2 separate regions of the Rattus norvegicus genome follow, and region 1 is linked to region 2. Evidence: chromatin contacts called from public Hi-C data. All regions are on one chromosome and are shown on one strand. The core of a region is the stretch at or near the end of the contact, and the rest is flanking DNA. Distances in the headings are between cores, read along the strand shown. Region 1 holds the start of Rnaseh2c (ribonuclease H2, subunit C). Region 2 holds the start of Sart1 (spliceosome associated factor 1, recruiter of U4/U6.U5 tri-snRNP).

Region 1 (3,798 bases), core at 26-2,525, 200 kb after region 2:
ATGTGCAGTGAGCTGGTGGAGCATGTGCAGTGTGAGCTGGTGGAGCATGTGTAGTGTGAGCTGGTGTGGAGCATGTGCAGTGTGAGCTGGTGGGGCATGTGCAGTGTGAGCTGGTGGAGTATGTGCAGTGTGAGCTGGTGGAGAATGTGCAGTGTGAGCTGGTGTAGAGCATGTGCAGTGTGAGCTGGTGTAGAGCATGTTCAGTGTGAGCTGGTGTAGAGCATGTGCAGTGTGAGCTGGTGTAGAGCATGTGCAGTGTGAGCTGGTGTAGAGCATGTGCAGTGTGCTAGTGAAAAAAATACAACCCAGCTAGAAGTACTGCTTGAAGACAAACTTTGAAACATTGTTTGCTGTCAAAGGGGCTGGGATTTCCAAGTCTTAGAGCATGGAGACAGGCCAGGGGCAGGGTGTTTCCCTTGAGTTTTGAGCAGCTAGGCCCTGCCCCCAAGACTTCTCTTGTCATTATGTCCAGCACCACTGGAAAGTAGCCAGACTATGCCTTACAGATTGAAAACCAAAACAACAAAACCCATCCAAGATCAAGCCGCAATCCCTGAGCTTGCCCGAATATCAGGTCACAAAATCCCTCATTCTCAGACCACTTGGGATAGTTCTGCCCCACCTCCAAAAACCGTACATAAAGCCTGCCTCCTGCTCAGTTCTTTGCTGCTTCTCCTCTGAGCAGAGATAGCCACCCTCCCTCCCATGTCTTTCCCAATAACTCTCCTGTGTGAGGTTTGTTGTGTAGTATGACTTTGTGGTATTTTTTGGTTCCCAACTGCCAGGATCCTTTCTCCCCAGAGCTGTAACTCTTGCACTGGTCTTAGAAGTTAGGGGCTGGGTGTTCCTTTTTTGGTTCTTCTCCCCTACAGGATGGTAGTTCTAGAGCACGCACTTAATATGCGCAATACGTTGAATCCAATCCGCATCATCATCAAAAATAGTTTATCAGGCAACCTTTATAAATAGGACTCTTCTAGCAGTCCGTTTAGTTTTTGTTGTTGTTGTTGTTGTTGTTGTTGTTGTTGTTGTTTGTTTTGTTTTCAAACGACAAGATCCATAAGAACTGGGAGGTATGGTGGCGTAAGCTAAACCCCAGGACCGGGGAAGTAGAGATACAAAGATGAGATCACACTTATAAAGACTTCATCACAGGCAGAAGTATCCTTACAGAGAGCAGCCAGAGAAAAAGACTACGATTCCCATAGGGCTCTGCATCTAGTGTGCTCGGTCTCCCGACAGGCCCTGCGCGTCTCACCCGCCAGCTTTTGCCTGAACCTACAAGCATCCGAGATGAAGAACCCGGAGGAAGCTGGGGACGATAAACAGCGTATTCACCTGCGCCCTGGCTCACTGCGTGGCGCCGCACCAGCTAAGCTGCACCTCCTGCCATGTGACGTTCTGGTCAGCCGGCCCGCCCCGGTTGAACGCTTCTTCACGCCCGCCGTCCGCCACGGTGCAGACGGTGAGTCCGGGCAGGCCCCGTGGCTCTCGGGCTTCGTGGTCCGCGGGAGAGGCCGCCGATTCATTCTCCGGGGGCCAGGCCCAGTCTTATGGCTTTGCATGTCCCTCCTGCAGGACTGCAGGTGTCGTTTCGCGGTCGTGGCCTGCGGGGCGAAGATGTAGCTGTCCCGCCAGGGTTTGCGGGATTCGTGATGGTGACAGAAGAGATGGGAGAGGGGCTGATAGGGAAGCTGAACTTCTCAGGGGACGCGGAGGACAAAGCGGACGAGGCACAGGAGCCGCTGGAGCGGGACTTTGTGAGCAGAGGGAGATGGTAGGTTTGGGGTGAGGGCAATAGCTGCCGTCCCTATTCTGAACCCAGCTTTTTCCAGGACCGCTTTATCGGAGCCACCGGCAGCTTCAGTCACTTCACCTTGTGGGGTCTGGAAACGGTCCCTGGTCCAGATGCCAAAGTGCATAGGGCCCTAGGTTGGCCCAGCCTTGCTGCAGCGGTACGTATACTCAAGGGCTCTTTTCCCCTCAGGCTTGGTCGCACTTAGCACTAGCTTTGAATCGTGTCTCTAGTATTTGGGGTTCTAGGGGCAAATAAGCACCACAGGGATCATGGCTCCAGAGGTCCAGACTAGGGACTGGTGGGAGGCATTCCCCACTTTTCTCTTAGAAGGGGCTGTCACCCTGAGCAGCTGGGTTCCCACCCAACTGCTGTGTATTATAAATCACAAAGCAGAAGTGACTCCTGTTGCAGATTCACGCACAGGTGCCAGAGGACTGAGAGCCAGAGCATGAAAATGAAAGTCACAGAGCCCTTCACACCACTTTGGAGCCACTGTTTCTATCCCAATAAATGAGATCTTCACAACACCTGAGTCTGTGGGCACCTTACCACCCTGAAGCTGGCATTGCATGGCACCCAGTCTGGCAAGAACTCCTGATCGCTCTGCCTATAAAAACAATTTATTTCTGGGGGCAGGGAGGGCCAGAACTTTGCAACCAGCGCCCACCCCACCCTCCAGCTCCTCCTTTACAAAAGAAATTTTTACAGTCACCAGTCCTGTACAGATGCTCCCCACCCGCCTTAGTGTACACAGCTGCCTGGGTCCCCCTGGTCCCTGTGTTCAGAGCGGACCTGAGCCAACAAGCCAGCTATCCTTGGAGTCGGCCTAGACCTGAGCTCGCTTTGGTACTGGCCACTAGTTGGCCCCTCCTAGGCCTCTTCTTCTTTTGGGTCTGTCCTTTGGCCTGTCTCCCTTTGCATGACTCTTCGAAGCTCGAATGGGATACGACAGGATGACAGCCGTGTTCAGCTGGCTTTCGCGGTGTTGCAGTGAGAGTGTGTGTGTCACCACTTTCCTCTCTTGCTCCAGTCTTTGGGAGTGAAGTGCAGACACTTGGAGTCAATTCGAAGGAGCCGCTTGAGCATAGCCCGCTCATGCCCATCCACGATGTCTTCTGACAGAGTGAGGATATACTGGCCCTGAGCAAAAGACAGACCCAGCTCATGGTCAGTCGCAGAGCCTGCATCCTGGTACCCCTCACCTATCCCCTAAGCACGCCTCCTGACCTTGTAGTAATTGATGAGATTGAGATACTGCAGTGTGGAAATGACATCTTCTTTCTTGATACTAGTGATTTCACTGATCTCACTGGGGAGGGGGAGGGTGAAAGTTAAGTCCCCGAGGGTATTCATCTGTCCCCAGAAACCCCAGGGACAGACAGGCCATACCACAAACCCCCAGGTGGACATTTGGGCTCACTTGATGGTGATCTGTGGTCTCTCCCCACTCTCCGACTTCAGCCCCATCAGGATCTCCAAGATGGTTTGGGACCAGTAACTTCGGTAGGATAGAAGGCCAAGATCTGACAGGGGTTTCTCAGGAGTTCCTGTCTTCCCTTCTACTTTCGAGAGTTCATAGCCTAAAGCAACGAATGGAGCACAAGAGGAGGAGTAAGTGGTGTGTACACAGCAGCATGTAAGAGGGACTGTGGAGCTGGGCTGCCTGGGTGCCTGTCTCACACTTACTCTTGTTGATGGATCAGCAGCTTCCCTGCTGGCTGTGTAGGGGAGCCAGCCAAAGGCAGCTAGAACAGCAGCTATGACTGGGTACTTGTCAGCCAGTGGAAGCTGATGGATGGAGTGCTATGTTCTCCACTGCCCTGCCAGCCTGTGTCTGGGTGTATGGTGGTAGTGAGGGAGCCCTTTGTGGTTTGAGGCCATGGGGACCTTTTCAGTGTCACCAGTTTAACTAGCTGTGATCCTGGGCATGTCAGCTGCTCTCAGCAGAATGGGCTGGGTGCTTAAAGACATAATAGGAAAGGGCCTCCTCAGAGCCAGGC
Region 2 (3,789 bases), core at 161-2,660:
ATAAATCTTTTAAAAAAAAAATCTGGTTTTGCTTAATGTCCTACTGTGTGTGACACTGTTCAGCAGTCATCGCTTTGCATAGATCTATGATCCGACTGTGGGTTTCCTGCCACTGGCTATTACTTATGTTCCTCAACATGTTCCTCTGTTCACAATCGAGCTTCTGGAATTTATCAGGTTCTATTCCTGACCCTAGTTCTCATTCCACGTGTTCTAAGGCACTTCTTTGGTTTCCTGAATACGCACCAGCCCAAAGTCACTCTATCCTACTTAAACTGTCAGGTTTCCCATACACATCAACCACAGAGTTCTCCCAAAACCTGTGTCATTCTCCCCTGCCTCAAATCTGCTTCTCTTCCAAACTCAGTGCCAAGAGATAACACCACCATTCACCAGGCCACTCAGGCAGAAACTCAAAAGGAACTTTCTCTACTTCTCATCCGTCACATCCTCAGTCCAGACACTAAAATTGTTAGTTCCAACTTCCTAAATACCTACTCAACCTGTCCACTACTCTCCACCCTACTGCATGGAGAAACATGCATACTATTAGCCCTTACCTGTTTGATTAGACCTCCTTCCTCATCTCTGGCCCTACTTTTTACAAACTCTCAGCCCACTCATCTTCATAAAATATCAAGCAAATCAAGTCACTTCCTTACTCAAATCCTTGGCTCCCTACTACCCTTCCTCATAACAAAGCCCAAATTTCTCAACAGAGCTTACAGCACAGTCCATTGGTGTTCAGACACAGCCTATCTTACTGCTTCATGTCTCTGCAATGAACCCAACACCATTCGTCTGTGCATGCTCGTTCCACCTCATTCATCCACAGGATGCATTACTGTGAAATGCCAGAAGGACAGGGGAAAAGAAGACTGTTTTCTTGAAGCTAAAGGTGGAAAAGTCTATGTTTAATCCCAAACACCCGGAGAAAGTCTTTTAACACGAGAGACATAAGCCCTCGAGGTCATACTGCACCCTCCATCCTGCGCGCACCCCAAGATCCTGCCCCGCCCCCGGCTCCGCCCCTCCCTCACCGGCCTCATAGCCTTCATCGCGTTTCTCCCGCTTCACGCGCCGCTCCGAGGGTTCCGCTTGGCTTCGTTCACGACCATGCGCGCCGCTGCGGGCCTCGGCTTCGGCCCCGCGCCTCCCGCTCCCGCGCTCGGCCCCACGCTCGCGGCTCCGCTTCCGTCGTTCGCCGCCGCTGCTGCCGCCGCCGCTGCTCCGATGCTTGTGTTTCTTGTGCTCTCGATGCCGTGGCGGCTGCTCGGTAGTGCCCCCGGTACCGGCCGCAGCCGTAGTCCCGGCTGCCTCCTTCTCTCCACGGTGCTTCTTTGACGACCCCATGATTAGTGCGTCCGCCTGGAGCCGGGCCGCCACCCGAACCCAGACGACGCAAAATGGGAACACTTCCGGGTCGCGCGACCGCCCCCTTCCTGTTGCCGGAAACTAAGAGGGGCTGTTTCCGGGGCCTGCCTGGGAACCTCCAAAGGCTCATGGGAGGGACCGATTGAGAGTGCGCGTTCCCACCTGCCAGGTACTGATCTCTGGGCACGCGCGCCTGTAGAGACTGCGAAATCAAGATTCTCGCACGGGTTAGACAGTAGTCTTGTAAGTAGAGTTGTAAGAACCTTGGAATGTTACTATTCCACCATCTCCGGAGCTAGAAGCTTTCCCTGCCTCTTTCTCCACACTGATAGCCTCGTGGTGCTCTGTACCTCAAGTCTCTCCGTGGGCAGCCCCCTCTCCAGTGATTTTCCTAGTAGGCTCCCCGGGCCGGGGCTCCATCCGGTGTTGGAAAATACTTTGTTTTCTTCTTGCTCGAGATGCCAGCTCCAAAGGCCAAGCCTTGCAACCCCTTTAAGGCAGAATTGCCAGCGAACACTACCGTCATCCCGTGTCCCCTGGACTGGTGGATTGGGCCTTTTTCTTTTTTTTTTTTTTTTTTTTTTTTTTTTTTTTTTTTTTTCGGAGCTGGGGACCGAACCCAGGGCCTTGCGCTTCCTAGGTAAGCGCTCTACCACTGAGCTAAATCCCCAGCCCCTGGATTGGGCCTTTTTAACTGGGCTCTGTAGTACTAAGGAATGCTCCATGAATTTGTGCCTATAAACACGGTGATATTGAATGCTGGTTTATTATTATTGTTTCTAGTTATCTTTTTTAAAGGTAATTCTATATATCCCTGGTTGACCTAGTACTTGTTAGTTAGCCCTGGCTGGCCTCAAACCCTCCATAGCCCCTCTGTCAGCCTGCCATGTGCTAGAATTTCAGGCGTGCATGGCTACTCTAGGCTAGAGAGCAAATTCGGCACATTTGTGCATGCACGGATGTTTTACCTCTCTTTTTTTTTCCTTTCAGACTGGCCCATTAACTATGTAGCCCAGGCTGGGATTACAGGCATAAGCCACAATGCTTTTCCAGCCTTTTTTAGGGTTTCTGTTTGATTGCTTGTTTGGTTTGGGTCTTAAGGAGAGGATGTTTTAGGGTAAGGGTTCAGACACTTCTGATAGTCGTTGCTACTCTGGGCTTCCTGTGTAGCATATCTCTGGTGTGTTTTGGTGTGGGGGATGGGCTCCTTTAAAGTTCCGCTCCAAGACTGTTCAGAAGCAATGTCCTGTTCTAAGATTTCTAGGTGTGTGTCTACCCCCCCCCCCCCCCCCCGTGTGTTGGAGAAAACATGGGAAAGTCTCGGCGGATTCCTTTCAGGTGTCCCACTCCTCAGAAGCAGAAACCGCATGTTTGCTGAGGATAAGGTGTAGCCTGGGTTTCCAGAGTATGGGGTAAACAGCTCAAACAACTCAGCCCACAGCCAGCTCGCCTCAGAAATCTTACTCTGTACTTGGCCATAAAGCATTTAATTTTTCTCTCAGTCCAGGGTTGGGGAAGGGTGTCTTCCAGGCTGGCTGCTGGTTGGCTCTGTCTTTGGGGGACTCTGAGGAGAGGACTCCATTTCTACTCCAAATGACCGGTAGCTCCTTAAAGACACAGATGGAGGCCAATGGTCTCCACAGCACCCTATTCCATGCCCAGTGCAAACTTCTACCCTGTGGGTCTAAATCTAAGTCCTATGCTTGGTTGCTGTGTGACACTGGAGAGGGACACCCCGTCCTGCAGTCTCAGTGGTTTGGGGGTTGGTTGGTTGTTTTACTGTGAAGTGAATCTTACAGTCCCTGCTCTGTACCAGATTACTTACCCTAAGGGGTAAGGGACACCCTGAAAGGTGACAGAACGACACCAGCTGCTGGCGCAAGGGTGATTGCTCAGAGTCCAGGACTAGCTTTACTGCTTACTCCTGTGTCAAGTAAGGTCCTACTCTGGTCTCATTGGAAGGTGGGGACAGTAGCCCTGGCTCACCTTCCTGAGTGACATGGAGAACTGGAAGGGTACCTTGTCCCATCTCACCTGTGTTTCCGGGGGATGCCCTCTGCATTGCCTGCCTCAGCCAGCAGCTGTTCCTCATCCACTCCCAATGCTGACAGCACCTGGGAGAAGCGCCGGTTTGCTGTGAGCCTGGCATTGGTCTGATGGGAGAAAAAAAGGGTTCCTACCCTTCACCAAGGCTGCCGGGGTCACTGTGGGGCTCAGATTATTAAGAAGGGGTCCCAGGCCTTCTGGGGGGACAGATAGGACCCCACTCCACCTTTGTTTCGATACACACTTGTGGAAGCAGCTCTTTGGTGGTGGTGGTGGGCCTGTATTGTGCCCTCACCTGCATGGCCTGCTGGAACAGGAAGGGCCGGGCCTGCACTCTATGCTGGATGCCCTGGAGCTCTGCTTGGTACT

Evidence for each region. A called contact is a pair of places that touch in the nucleus more often than the background predicts.
Region 1: a Hi-C map of Schwann cells shows a contact between it and region 2, with 3 times the contacts expected there. The contact joins the promoter of Rnaseh2c here to the promoter of Sart1 in region 2. A contact is called at or near these places in 2 of 12 Hi-C or Micro-C datasets (Schwann cells and mammary epithelial cells).

The regions. Positions count from the first base shown.
Region 1 is chr1:212,322,687-212,326,484 of GRCr8, forward strand. Rnaseh2c (ribonuclease H2, subunit C) reads left to right here and starts at 1,276. Exons shown (of 4, transcript NM_001401703.1): 1 at 1,276-1,465; 2 at 1,579-1,760; 3 at 1,836-1,955; 4 at 2,210-2,325. The coding sequence starts at 1,294. The coding sequence ends at 2,236. It overlaps Kat5 (lysine acetyltransferase 5), which reads right to left. Exons shown (of 14, transcript NM_001005872.1): 12 at 3,219-3,378; 13 at 3,026-3,107; 14 at 2,403-2,938. The coding sequence ends at 2,804.
Region 2 is chr1:212,127,076-212,130,864 of GRCr8, forward strand. It overlaps Sart1 (spliceosome associated factor 1, recruiter of U4/U6.U5 tri-snRNP), which reads right to left and starts at 1,411. Exons shown (of 19, transcript NM_031596.1): 1 at 1,041-1,411. The coding sequence starts at 1,353. It overlaps LOC134483957 (a long non-coding RNA gene), which reads left to right and starts at 1,488. Exons shown (of 2, transcript XR_010061178.1): 1 at 1,488-1,617. Tsga10ip (testis specific 10 interacting protein) reads right to left here. Exons shown (of 8, transcript NM_001270737.1): 6 at 3,716-3,789; 7 at 3,409-3,527; 8 at 2,846-2,981. The coding sequence ends at 2,873.